3 separate regions of the Mus musculus genome follow, and all the other regions are linked to region 1. A link is a contact called in public promoter capture Hi-C data. All regions are on one chromosome and are shown on one strand. Each heading gives the region's core, a stretch centred on a gene start, on an enhancer-like site or on the middle of the called end of the contact. The rest is flanking DNA. Distances are from core to core; before and after follow the strand shown.

Evidence for each region. Promoter capture Hi-C pulls out the DNA fragments that hold promoters and counts their contacts. Capture Hi-C pulls out chosen DNA fragments and counts their contacts.
Region 2: a contact with region 1 is called in a promoter capture Hi-C map of pancreatic islet. The contact joins two enhancer-like sites. A contact is called at or near these places in 2 of 39 promoter capture datasets (pre-B cells and stem cell-derived epiblast-like cells), 2 of 115 datasets of contacts at active chromatin or transcription factors (extraembryonic endoderm stem cells and pancreatic cancer cells) and 2 of 9 other capture datasets (adipose tissue and pancreatic islet).
Region 3: a promoter capture Hi-C map of liver shows a contact between it and region 1, with 2.2 times the contacts expected there. The contact joins two enhancer-like sites. A contact is called at or near these places in 2 of 39 promoter capture datasets (both in liver), 4 of 115 datasets of contacts at active chromatin or transcription factors (craniofacial prominence, extraembryonic endoderm stem cells and stem cell-derived neural progenitor cells) and 3 of 9 other capture datasets (adipose tissue, liver and pancreatic islet).

The regions. Positions count from the first base shown.
Region 1 is chr4:109,417,118-109,421,696 of GRCm38.p6, reverse strand. Ttc39a (tetratricopeptide repeat domain 39A) reads right to left here. Exons shown (of 18, transcript NM_153392.2): 3 at 273-404. Among named protein-coding and RNA genes, the nearest start is that of Ttc39a, 12 kb to the right of the region's middle. Within about 2 kb of position 2,131, at least 58 of the 459 cell types and tissues checked have an H3K27ac peak or open chromatin away from gene starts, as enhancers often do. A contact at or near this core is called in liver and pancreatic islet, where this site is marked.
Region 2 is chr4:109,092,064-109,096,642 of GRCm38.p6, reverse strand. The region is part of intron 8 of Osbpl9 (oxysterol binding protein-like 9); the gene reads left to right. Among named protein-coding and RNA genes, the nearest start is that of Gm32581, 16 kb to the right of the region's middle. Within about 2 kb of position 2,127, at least 15 of the 459 cell types and tissues checked have an H3K27ac peak or open chromatin away from gene starts, as enhancers often do. A contact at or near this core is called in pancreatic islet, where this site is marked.
Region 3 is chr4:109,704,659-109,709,237 of GRCm38.p6, reverse strand. The region is part of intron 1 of Faf1 (Fas-associated factor 1); the gene reads right to left. Among named protein-coding and RNA genes, the nearest start is that of Faf1, 30 kb to the right of the region's middle. Within about 2 kb of position 2,262, at least 9 of the 459 cell types and tissues checked have an H3K27ac peak or open chromatin away from gene starts, as enhancers often do. A contact at or near this core is called in liver, where this site is marked.

The sequences.
Region 1 (4,579 bases), core at 882-3,381:
TCATCACACCTCTTTTATAAATGAAGATCGTTGAGTCCTGGGTGGGACCTGCCCGAGACAGAGTTTAAAAGTGGCAGAGACAGAATCCATTTTCTCCCCAGTGACTGGGTCAGGCAAGGTTCTACAGCCATGCCAAAACAGACGACTCTCAGCACTGGAGGACACAAGTCCTCTTAAACAGTGTTTAGTGACACACCAGGCACTTGGTCAAAATGAGGAGACAGACAGAAGCAAGAGCCTCACTACCCCATCCCTGACCCCACAGCTCTGACCTCTGACACAGCGACTGCGCTTCTTTCATCATGTTGCCAGCAAGCAGGATGTCCTGGGGGTCGAAGGTCATCATGGCCTGCATCTCCAGGATGGTGGCATACGTCAGGGAGTGATACATGCTCTCCTTGGTTCTGTGGGACAAAGTGGGTGTTGAGAACCCCAGAGATGGCTAGCTGGCTGTGGATCACCTGATAGCTCATCCTGTTTTACCTGGGGACACATTTCCAAAGTCTAACCCATTCATGGCATCTCAAATGTCCTCCGTCCAGGGAGGAAGGGGCAGAGAAGGGGAGTGAGATAGAGGGGGTAGTGGGAGAAGCGACCTGGTAGGTAATAAACACTTTGCAGACAGGTAACAAGTAATTAAAAACAAAAGATCTTGGTCCAGTTCTCAGTTCCTCTTCCTGCTGAGTGACCTCTAGTGACCTTCCAGCTCTAAGTCTCGCTATTCTCTCTGAAGGAAGAGGCTAGGCCACCTGCTAAGCACAAGGGGCCAGGAAGTTCTGGGGGATGACAAGGAAAGGGACATTGTTTTCTGAGAGGGCTGAGGCTTTAGCTGAGGAATCACCTGTCTGCAGGTTGCTTCCATCCTTGCTCAATGGCAGCTTGGGGGAGTGTGTAGGCCTGGCCTGGGGTTCCTAACTGAGTACAGCAGCAGGTCGGAGGGCTCAGGGTGGGGAGGCCAGATGTCGGGGCCTAGGCAGGGAAGGAGGGTTGCCAAGGAGTGTGCTGCTAGTGGAGAGGAGGGGGCTTGAGATGCCATCTGCCTCAGTGATGGTCTTCTAGCACTCTCCCCAGACATCTGGTCTGGGCCCCAGGGGGCGCCCTTTCACAGAGTTGGTTTCAGCTCAGGGGTCCAAGTGCCACACATACAACTCTGGGTGTTTGAATTTGGGGCTCACCATACCAGGTCCCTCTACCAAGCTATTCCTGGTATAGCATATTCTGTCCCCCACTCCAGGCCACACCAGATCGGAGTCCTCCAGGTAGTGGGCTACTAAGGGCCAGGATTCCTAGCCACGGGTATACACTGGGGCCTTGGGTCTCAGACTAGAAATTCCACTTTGTCTGCCAGCTGCCTGGGCAGGGCTCCTTCCTTCCCGTCAAGCAGGTGTGGCTGGACGGGTAGGGCTGAGTCCTGGGGCTCACCGGAAGAAGAGGAGAGAAGGGCTAGAGGAACCTAGGGAAGAGGCTAGGAATGGTCTGGGGGATACTGTTGGTCCTGTTACCAAAGTCCCTCAAGTAAGTGACTCAGAACACTGGTGAAACAGAGGGACTCACATTTACTGAGCAGGGTGATATGGCCAGAGATCTGAGAACCATTTCAGTCTCTCTAGAAGTTCCAGGACAGAAACATCATTGTATTAATCCTTCTTCATCTGTCTGTCCGTCCGCCCCTCCCTCCCTCCCTCCCTTCCATTTATTTATTTATTTATATTTATATTTATTTTTTTTGTGGGGGTCTCTGGCTGGCCTGGAACTTACCATGTAGACCAGGCTAGCCTCGAACTTACAGAGCTTTGCCTCTCTGCATCCTGAATGTGCTGAGATTAAAGGTGTGCACCACCATGCCTGGTGGATTTGTTTTCTGTGGAGGGGAACCCTGAGACTCCAAGAGTCCAAGAGGCCTATCAGAGTCACGCAGCAGGTGACTGGCAAAGCCAAGATTCCAACCTGTGTCTGAGGGACTCAAGTCCAAGTTCAGCGCCCCCACTACCAGAGCCAAATCCTTTCCTCAAGCCACTGTCTAGACACAGAGTAATCATGGCACAGGTTGGGAGTTGTCTGGGAATTGGCAGGCCTAGGGAGAAGTCCCCAAGCCTTTCCTTTGGTCCTCAAGAATCCTGGCCAATAGCGGTGTAGCCTGGGACAGTGGTGCAAGCCTGTGATCCCGGCATTTGGGAGATAGAGGGAGGAGTCCAAGGTCCTGCCTCAAAAAACAAAAACAAAAACCCTCCACCAACTCCGCCACCACCACCAAACCAAAACCCCTTAACCCTGAAGGAAAGGAGTAACATCCACAGGCTTTGCTTTAACAAGAGAGGGAGGTGATCTAACAATAAATCCCTTTATAAAGCTTAGTTGTCCCTCTGATGATCCCAGCATTGCCCTGGTACTGGGGCACTTTGTAAATAATTGACAAAGGCATCCGAGGAAGGGAACCAAACTGCCAGGCTCCTGCCACGTCTCAGTGGCCCCAGCTATCCAGTGACATCACCCCTGTTGCTGGGGTAACAGCTAAGTTCCTTTTTTTAGCCATTACTGCCCTCTCCGCTCTCTACAGTGGGATAGATGCTGCCCCTGTACCCTGAGGCACCCTTTAGTCTAGAAGCTGGGGTCTGTGGAGGCACAGGGAGGCAGGAGATGAAGGGTTTCTGAGGATAACCTGACTCAGCCCTGTTATATCAGGTCACAGAGAAGCATCACACCCAAGCCCTGCCCCAAGGTACCCATAGTCTGCAGAGACACACACACACACACTGACACGTGTATCACACACATGCACACATACACAAAAGCAGAAAAAGAAAGAAAGGCCAAAATAGAACATCCAGAGAAACAATAATAAGTGCTAGGATCATGGAATTAGTCCCATGATCATGGAAGTGAAGAGAAACGAAGAGAAGGACTTAATGACACTCAGACATGTCAGAGGTGCATGTGGGGCTCAGCACGATGGTCCAGCATGTAAGGGCACTGCTGTCAAGCCTGACAACCTGAATTCAAATCCCAGAATCTACACAGTGGACAAAGAGGGCTGACTCCTGAAAGCTGTCATTTGACCTTAACATGTGTGTGCAGTGCAGTGGCCATACACACACATACACAATCACACATATGCACATACATGCATACACACATATACACACAAGCACACATATGCACATACATGCATACACACAAGCACACATATGCACATACATTCATACACACACACACACAGAGTTTTTTAAATGGAAAGAAGGGAGGGAATGAGAAGCTTAGAGAAGGCTAGCCTAGGAAGCTTTACACATGGCTTAAGAAAAAGGAACAGAGGACTAAGAGAACTTCCTAGAACAGAAAGAATTGATTACAAAACTACAGAATGAAAGAGACCTTTGTCCCAGTCCATTGCTGTGGGGCATACTTACAGGAACAAGAGTAGATCTGAATATTTCTGAGACAGGGACAAAAAAGATCACACATGGGGTAAGAACTAGGACCCAGCTGTCTCAGTCAGTTACTGTAGCCTAGGGATGGAACCACCCACATTGGACTAGGCTCTCCCACATCAATGAGATTCCCTCCTCTCAGATGACTTAGCTTGTGCCAAGTTGACATAAAACTATCCAGCACTGTAGCTATAGTCGCTTCTGGGAAGTAGGTGAGTGATGTCTTCCAACTTTTGACAGAAAAAAAAGAATCTCTATGCAACTCCTTGTTGGGAAGGCTTTAGAAAATGTGCTCTGGTAAAATAGAGGCAACATGAGAACAGAAAGCTGAGGCAGGTGCGGGTGGGGAGGCAGGGGAGAGCTGGACCCAGCCAGGAGGCACCAATCTCCTTAAGCAGCACTCACGGCTCACCTGTATGTTTGAACATTCGGGGAGAACTTGTGGTGGGTTTGTGTCATCCTGTGGAGGGTTAAAATCTCTAAGTGTAAAGGACAGCAAATTAGGAGATGAAAAAACAAGACCACAAACAGCAAGGAGATTGCCATCCATGTCATGTAACACACAACTCGTCTTGACAACTAAGATGTGAAGGACTCCTGAAACAAGCAGTTTTGCAATGGGTTGGAATGTCAGTGCTGAGAACAGATAGGAATGTTGGAGGCTCAGGGCCCAGTTTCCTTGTATCGGGCTAGTTCTAGCCCCAGAGCAGCCATTCGTTGCCCATGTCTATGTTGGAACAAACATCCTGTGATAATAGGTGAAACCTTTTGGAATCTGTTAACTATTAGCTTCCACCAATCCAGAAGCTAGGAAAGCCACAGGATAGCATCCGGAGACCATTGTAAGGCCTCCCTCATCTTGCTGTACTGGTCTTTCTGATGTACCCACCACTGTATTTTACTAAACTTAACAGGTTCCCTGGACATGGTCATTCAAAAGGGCCCCAGAATAAACTCTCTCTTGTTCCCTTTGGGATGAAAGCTGTGGTTTGTTTGCTCGTGTTGACCAAGATAGACGTAATACAATAATTACGAAGGTATAGTAATATAATTAGTGAATTGGTTAAATATTGCTAATATGGTAAGAGGAGGATGAGAGAAGCCATAGGAACCAGGTGGGTGAAAAGCTAAAGCTAAACACATTTGGTTTTGGT
Region 2 (4,579 bases), core at 878-3,377, 330 kb after region 1:
TTAATTCTGGCATTCAGGAATAGTGCTCTTCCCTTTTCAGTGGCTGGAGAGGGATCCCTTCTCGGCCTCGAGGCCCTCGCTCTCTGCCTTGAGCCTTGTCTCACAACCTTTCTGTGGTTGTGTGTATAGAGGAAAAGGTTCTCTGGTCCTGTTTTTGGCTTGCTTGGTTTTGTCGCTTACATTTGTGTCCGTGTTGCCCTTGATTGATGTTTGCTGCAGGAGGAGGAAAGGGTCCAGATCTTATTTCTTATGGGATTTTTCTTCTATCACTGAAACCCAGTTTTCTGAATGTCATGAAACTTGGAGTATATGTTAGAATTTACATACGTATATTATTATGTATAAGACATTTTCTCGTCAGAGCAGATGATCTCTTTAACCTTTTAAAAAATACGAATGGCTTAAAAATGCTGAAGTTTATAATTCTAGTCAAAAGTTCTCTCAGATCAGGAGGTGCTCATGCTTATTTATTTTGGTGGCATATTCCCAAATATTGGTTGTGCTTATGTATTTAAACAAGTGACAGCCCTTGGGCGTGTCACCATGTGCACACATGCTGTGCTTGAATTCAGTAGTCTCTGGTGCAGGAGTCCTTGATATTTTGCTTTAGAAAACCCTGATCAGCTCTCCAACATAATAGACCAGATAGCTATAGCTTATTATAGGCAATAAAGCATTTCAGAGGCTGTATGCTGTATACATTTCACCATACCTTAAAAGGCAAATGAGCTCTGATTATGAATATCCCATTAGATAGCATATATGAAAGAAACATTTTGATGGAAATTTTTGAATTGTAATTTAGGGTTTATTTGATCATACAAAACCCAGAAGTGCTAGATGTTAGAGTTAAGTAGTTGCTTGTTTTGAGGTAGGGTCACATGTAGCCCAGGCTATCCTCAGACTCAGCTGAGGATGAATTTGGTGACCTGTGTTCTACTTTGCCAGTGTTAGGGCTACAAGAGTAAGCAGACAAAAACTTTGTGCAGTGTTGAGAACCAAAACCGGATTTCTTGTAAAGCTTAGCTATGTCCCCAACCTCTGGTTTCTGTAGACGGAAGTGTATCAATGATAACAGTAATCTGTAACAAAGCACCTTAAAATAGTTAATGGTTTGTTCCTTATTCATCTATCCCTGTGCATGCAAGGGCCCACTCAGGTCAGAAGAGAGCATCAGATTCTCTGAAACTGGAGTTCTAGTGGGTGCTCAGCACTGAACCTGGGTCCTCTGGAACTGTAGCAAGTGCTCTTAAGCTGAGCCATCTCTCTACCTTGAAGATGGCTCACTTACATAGCTGTGAAGTTGTTGGGAGTAAAGTTCAGCTCCTCCCTGTATTGTTCTTTGTGGCTGCCTGGAACTCTTGAGAGTCTATAGGCTGCAAGAAGGCAAGGCGGGTTGTAGTGTTGGAAGTCATGTATTTAGTAAGGAGAGTCACAAAGGCCCACGTGAGTTCAGCAGTAGAGAGGATATATTTGCCTAACAGCAGAGCCATTCTTGGCACATTTGGCCTTCTATATTTCATATTCTTAATGTCAAAAGTTTGTAATCTGAGCAGGAAACCTGATTTTTCTTTCTCTATAGTTCTAAATGATTTCTATTTTTAATTTTCTGTATTAGCATTTCTGAGACTTTAGAGTGTCATCTGTGTAGTTTCCTCAGCTGTTGACCTAAAGGGGAAAATATCAATTTGAATTGTGTAGATACTAAATGTGGTTACTCTGAGAGAGCTGTAACAATATGTATCCTGGGCCAAGAGTTCCTAGAGCACAGCTGACTGGCTGGCTGGGAGAGAGCACAGCATTTGGTTGATGAGTACAACAACAAAGTCAGCAAAGGGAAAGGTACAGAAGCAGCTTCGAGGAAACGTCACATTTTCAAGAGTCACATTTTCAAGAGTTCTCCAGTGAAGCCCCATAGGATGTGCTCAGATCCTCCTGTGACAGATCCTTACCAAGCGTGAGAAACACTGTCTACAGGGAAGTTCATTAGAGACCCTGTGCTCCTTTTTTTACTAGAGGCTTGTCAGTAGACACTTCTACCATTCTAGACCATAAGTGAGATCATATTGTTTACACAAGCAGCTCAGTGAGCCTCTCTTTCCTGTTTGATGCTTTGGGCCCTCTTCATACCCTAGTCCTGAGATAACAGTGAGCCGTTTGTAGTGGCTTTTCCAAGAGCTGTCTTAGGTCAGCTGTACTAGCTGTTTTCTGCATATGCACTTAAACAAGAGCTTGCTGACAGGAGCCTGAAATAGCTGTCTCCTGAGAGGCTCTGCCAGTGCCTGACAAATACAGAGGTGGATGCTCTCAGCCATCCATCAGACTGAGCACAGGGTCCCCAATGGAGGAGCGAGAGAAAGGACCCAAGAAGCTGAAGGGGTTTGCAGCCCCCTAGGAGGAACAACAATGTGAACTATTCAGTACCCCCAGAGCTCCCAGGGACTAAACCACCAACCAGAGTGCACGTGGTGGGACTCATGGCTCCAGCTGCATATGAAGCAGAGGATGGCCTAGTTGATCATCAATGGGAGGAGAGGCCCTTGGTCCTGTGAAGGCTCAATGCCCCAGTGTGGGGGAATGCCAGGGCCAGGAAGCAGGAGTGGGTAGGCTGGTGAGCAGGGGGAGGGAGGGAGGGGGCTTTAGGAAAGGGGTAACATTTGAAATGTAAATAAAATATCTAATAAAAAAATAATGTCAGATATTAAAATTCTTCCTGATTGACACTGTAGATTTCTGAAAGTTCATATTAATAGGTAAATATTTAGGATATAATTTTTATGTTTAAAACAAAGACCAAAGGTTGGCTTCTTTCATTTGCATGTATTATCTGCATAATCCAAACTCTAGTAGTTATCCCAGGGCACTGGGCTATGCTTGCTACTGTGGAATTATTATGTTATCTGTCACACTACTGTGTACCTGGTTTCTCTTTGCATCGTTGTTTTGGAATGTCTCCCAGGTGTCTAGTGGAAAAAGTAAAGGCTATAGCTGTTACCGTATCCCATTCTGAGTCTCTCTGATGCCCTCCTTTGGTACTTCATGTCCTAGTTACAGTTTCTACTGCTGTGACAAACACCATGACCCAAGGCATCTTGGGAAGGAAAGGAGGGTTTGTTTCTCTCCATTGCTTGCCCAGCCTGCTTTATTACCACCCAGGACCACTTGCCCAGGTGGTACCACCTACGGCGAGCTACTCCCCCCCACCCCAGCCCCCCCCCCCCCGCCTTGCCCCCATCGGTCATTAATCAAGAATGTGCTCTGCAGACTCTCCTGCAGGCACTCTGATACAGACAACTTCTCAGTTGAGTCTCCTCTTCCCAGATACATCTAGGTTTGTGTCAGTCAGCAGAAGCCCTCCAGGACACTGTACTTACATTATGTACTTGAGTAAGACAAGGATTATATTCCTTTTATCTTAAAAACTTGGTTTTAGCAACAAGTTTGGTGGTATGCACACCTTTGATCTAACACTTAGGCTGTCTCTGTGAATCTGAGAACAGCCAGGTCTTGTTAGACAGAGAACCCCTGTCTCAAACAAACAAACAAACAAACTTGGTTTTGTATCCTTAAATACTTTCCTGTATTTTCTCATATCTTCATGAAAACTCTGAAATAAGGGGCTGGAGAGATGGTTCAGCAGTTAAGAGCACTGGCTGCTCTTCTAGAGGTCCTGAGTTCAATTCCCAGCAACCACATGGTTGCTCACAACCATCTATAGTGAGATCTGGTGTCCTCTTTTGGCCTGCATGCATGCAGAATTCTGTATGCATAATAAATAAATCTTTTCTAAAAAGTACATTAATTATATTACATAAGCTTAACTTTGAACATTTTTAGAGGTTTTTTTGTTTCCTCCAGTTTCTCTCAGTATGTTCTTCTTCCAGAGATCTCTGATGGCTTCCTAGATGGTACTAAACCAGGTGATGCTCTCTCATCCCTGCAGATGAGGCCATCCTGTGAGACTACTACACCGTTGATGTGTGTGTTGGGCAGAGCCTGAGAGAGGGCAAGTGGGAAGGAGGAGCCCAGAACAGAAGAGTCCAGGGTAGTTATCTAAGAGAGTGAATTGTGTGGGGCAGCGTTGATTGGGAGCTCACCTCTAGCACAGTATCAGTCCAGCGCTGACAGTCATGCTGCCTGTGGGCGTGGAGGTGGAGTTCACTTAGTAATGTATCTGCCACACATGCACCCATTCCTGGGGACCATCCCCAATTGCCTGTAAACCTGGTGTGGGAGTGTGAGCCTGTAATTGGATGTAGGAAGATCAAGAATTCAGGGTCATCGTTTTAGTCCAGCCTAGGACACATGAGGCCCTGTTTCAAAATCCAAACAAACAGGCCAAAAAACCCTGTAACCGAGTTATTGATAGAGTAGGTGGATTAACATACATGAACTACTTGCCAGGTAGTATTAGTTGTTACATCATCATCCCATGCATACAACTGTTCAGGTTATTGAGACAAAAATTAGAATGTATGATTCTGAAAAGCAGATATGTGAGTCCTGCTCATCGTTGATTTTTCAGATACTATTTTACATAATGGTCATACGTGTAAAGTGGAGTAGAATTAGGAATTGG
Region 3 (4,579 bases), core at 1,013-3,512, 290 kb before region 1:
CTAAGTCACAGTCTATCACTTCAGGAAAGTCACAGAAGATGCTTAAGGCACGTCACACTGTGCTTCCTACTGCTGAGTTAAAGACAGCATAGCCAAAAGCAGCTTAGAAGAGGAGATGGGTTGTCTTACAGCTTACAATCCACCATGAAGAGGTGAGAAACTCAAGCAGGGAAGGAACCTGAAGGCAGGAACTAAAGCAGGGGCCATTTAGGAATGCTGCTTACGAGTTTACTCCCTGAAGTTTGCTCAGCCTTTCTTATAAAAACCAGGACTGTCCAACAGAGAAGTATCATTCAATAACCATTTCCACTAAGTCTATCATTTATAAATCTATTTATAGTTATATATACATTGAATAATGATTGAATTTCCTTGTGATTATGTGTCAATACCTGATTTTTTATGCTTGATAACCTACGATTGTGTCCAAATATTATGACTTTTTCATATTTGGGTGCTAGATATCTCTAAATATTCTTGAGCCTTGTTCTCTGATGTACCTGGAAATAACTGATTACTACTAGAGCTTCCTTTAAAGTTGTGTTCAGCAATATCCTTCAGTCTCCTTCTGAGTACTCTAGGATGCCTCGCCTTATATATTTAAGATGTTCCACTTATTTTAAAAGACCTATGCAGCTGATAGGAACGAGTACTATCCCATACTTTGTATGTTTCACAGAGATGTTCTACTTCATTAACACTTTCCATTTGTCTTCCAAATTTCATTCTTTCTTATGAAATAGTTCTAGCGCTTGTCAAAGAATTTTAACTATCTGAGAAATGTATGGAAAAACAACTTTCCTGTCAAACAATCCCATTTCTGGGAAAATCATAATGCATTTCATCATACTAAGCCTCTAAAGGAATATTTTAACCCAAAAGGCTCTAAGTAGCTAATAAATGAAAACTAAAGGTTGTTTTTGCATGTAAAAAGAAATTGCATCTCATAATCTTGAGACACACCAGTTTCTTTTTCATTTATTGACAGGTAGTGCTTCCACACACTACACAAGCAATTATCCCTATAGTAACGTCTAATGTATTGTTCTCAAGGTGCTAAAACGTTGCAGCTTGGCACCAAGCCTGATAGCCTGATCCCTGGACCCACCTGGGGAAAAAAAGAACCCATTCCTGTAAGATTGTCTGACCTTCACACATGCAATGGGGCATGCATACACACACACACACACACACACACACACACACACACACACACAAAGTGGGGGCAGGGGAGAAGGGGAAGGAAGGAAGAGGGAGAATAAATAAATTTTTAAATTAAAAAAATCCAATGAAATTTAGTGTTCTTGGGAAAAGTTGTCAGTTAACAGCTACACAGTTTTAAGATCTTTTAAAACATGTCTCTAAGTATCCTTACAAATTGCAAACCGTAACATTTCTAGATAGTTTTTATTAGTGAAATTCCAAAGTACTTCATTTTCATTCTTTTCATGAACAGGGTTAACAACAACAGTAATTACATTTGACTAATAACATATAAAGAAAATACAGGACTTCACTAATTACATACTCATTATATAACTTTATAACAAAAAGAAAAAAAAAGAGTTCTGGAGAGATGTCTCAATGGTTAAAAACACTTACTGGCCTTCCAGAGGACCCAACTTCAGTTCCAATACCCACATCAGGTAGTTCACAAACCACCTGTAACTCCTACTCCAGGAAATCAATGTCCCTTGCCTCTGAAGGCACCTGCACTCACTTGCATACCCCCATACACAAACACACATAAGCTCATAATTAGAAAATAATAAAATTGGGACTGGAAAAACTGCTCATTGGTTACAAGCACTTGCTGATCTTCATAGAGAGAAACATACCAAAAATCTCCAAGAGGTTCCACAGCTACTTGCTACTTCTGAAGACTCTAATTAGCCAAGTGATGTCTGCTGATACAGACTCACATGGAGAGTTGCTAAAACAGACTCACATGCTGAGGTAAGACACTGTGGTGAGGTAAGACTGGTAGAGGACAAGTGATGTTTGGAGAAAGTATAAATAGGACCCAACGGACAGTGACAGGGGTTTGGTCTGCTGGTACAACCAGCTCTGCAGTACCTCTCGGTCTCAAATCTTCACTGATCTTCACCACTTTGTTGAGAAAGGCACAGCAGAGAACTTCTCCTGGTGTCTCCTGGTCTAAATCCCTCCTGCTGATTCATGCCCCTGCTAGGTCCTGCCACCACTACTGCTATGCCAACTACTGAACTGAACTGCTGGTATATATGTGAAGTGTTTGTGAGTGGATCAAACTGCCCCTGCTGACCTTTGAACTGAACTGCTGATTTCCCAAAACGCAGGGCTGGAGAGATAACCGGGTAATTAAGAGTATCTCACTTCTAAGGACCCACATGGTGGCTGACAATAATCTGCAATTCGAGTTCCAAAAGATCTGATGATATGTTATTCTGGCCACCATGGATACCAGATACACATGTGCTACAGATAATGCAGGCAGGCAAAACAGACATATACATAAAATAAAAATAAATCATTTTTGAAAACATCAGTCTCCAATCAAGCTGCTATTCTGAGCCACTTCCCCAGAACATTACCACTGAACAATAATAAATATAAAGTATAATGCTTAAGTCTACAGAGCAAAGGATCAGACCATGAATTTCTGATAAGAAAACCAACCTTTCTCATTACTTGAGGATGTTTCATAGAAATATCAAAAACAAATATTAACTATGATTAAATCCTAGAAGTATCTTAAAATTAGAACTTTCTATTCATTTTCAAATGTATCAAAGAGGGACTTTTGCTCATGATACCATAGGCATATAAGTACACAAAATTATACAGACCACAAGTGCATTTTCTCAAGTAAGCAACCTTCTCCTCTAAACAAAACTATTTGACCAAAATTAATGTTACCCTCCAAATGTCCACCATAAGTCTTAATGTCTTCATGCCAACCTACTATTAAACTTTTCTCCAAAATTACTGGACTTTTTGCATCAAAACAAAATAATCTGAAAGGTTTACTTTACATTTAACATTTCATTTGACAAATGCCAATAAAAGGAGAAAGAGAAGGAGGAGGAGGAAGAAGAGAAGGAAAAGAAAAAGGACTCAGACTTTAAGACTGAAAGTCCTTCATCCATTGAATACCCCTATTCTGAGAATCCAGTAAGTTCCAATGCTAAAATCTGTTCAGCATCAGATACTCAAAATGTTTTACAATTTGGAACATGAGATTGTAGACTTTTGGATTGGAGACAGTCAATGAGGAAAATCTATTCAAAATCTGTAAAACTATTAACACATTAACTAGTTGTTTCCGGTATTTCAGGTGAATGGCACAAAACACATGCATGAGGAGCATGACAACAGGTCCTTCTCTTTTTCTCCCAAGTGGTTGTCTGTAGTGACTTCTTTCCACTTAACTATATCTTACCTTATTAATTGCTTCATAAAGTTACCTAGCTTTCTCTCTGTCCATTCCTGATCCCTCCTAAATGAGTTAAAAGAGAGAGATGGATATTATACTTAGTATATTTCTCCTGATGCACAATCTTTCTCCTAGTTGCTCATGAGCAAACATATTCATGCCAATGGGCACCAACAATACCCACCCAAGTCTCAGTTGATGAACCAATGGATTTACTGGAGCTACTTACAACAGCACGGGTAACTCTCAGGCAGCTGCATCTCAAATGACTCACAAAAGCTACATCACTGGATGACTGCAGTGGAAAGTTACATCATCTGTGTAACTTGTAGGCAGCTCTACTAAAGAGTCGCTCATGCTCCTTTAAGTAACCCCAATAAACTACCTGGTCCACAAAGCTAGACTTAAAACAGAATTGTGTCCTTGGTCTATTATTAGTTCCTTATCTATACTGAATTTGTTCACAGCTCCTCAAGATAAGTCATGAAACACAACTATCCCCAAATAAGGACAGATTAGAACCAAAGATGAATCTAGCATATCGCCTTCTATGTGTTCTAAGACATAGGGCATCTGAGAGTGGAGCAGTAAGGACAACCCAAATAAAGCCATTCTTCCCTAGGTTACATTTGTGTGTGCCATCTTGCTATGGCAGCAGCTGAACTGGCCTTTCGATGGATAAGAAAACATTCAGATAAGGCTGAGACATATGGAGGTAACATCTCAGGGTTGTCATCTTCTATGTGGTATTGAGTACAACACTTCCTTGACTAATAGAGTCCACAGTGTGGCAGAAGTACTAGCAGATACGTTGTAGTTCCTGAGAGTAGCACTTACAAAACTCAGCTATAAGCAAGTTACAATAGCAGTTTCATGGCCTCTAAAATAAGCAAATGAGGTATGGCTTAACCAATAATGAGGGTGTATAAGGAAAATGAGATCTTATACTATACTAACTTAGCTGAGAATATATTTCTTTTTTATAATTTTTATTAGACTTATTTATTATTTTATATCTGAGTGTTTTGCCTGCATATATGTATGTGTACCATTTATTTGCATGCCTGGTGCCCACAATGGTCAGAAGAGGTTATTGACTGCTCTAGATCTGGAGTTACTTAGGGTATGAACCACCATGTGAGTGCTAGGAATCAAAACCCAATC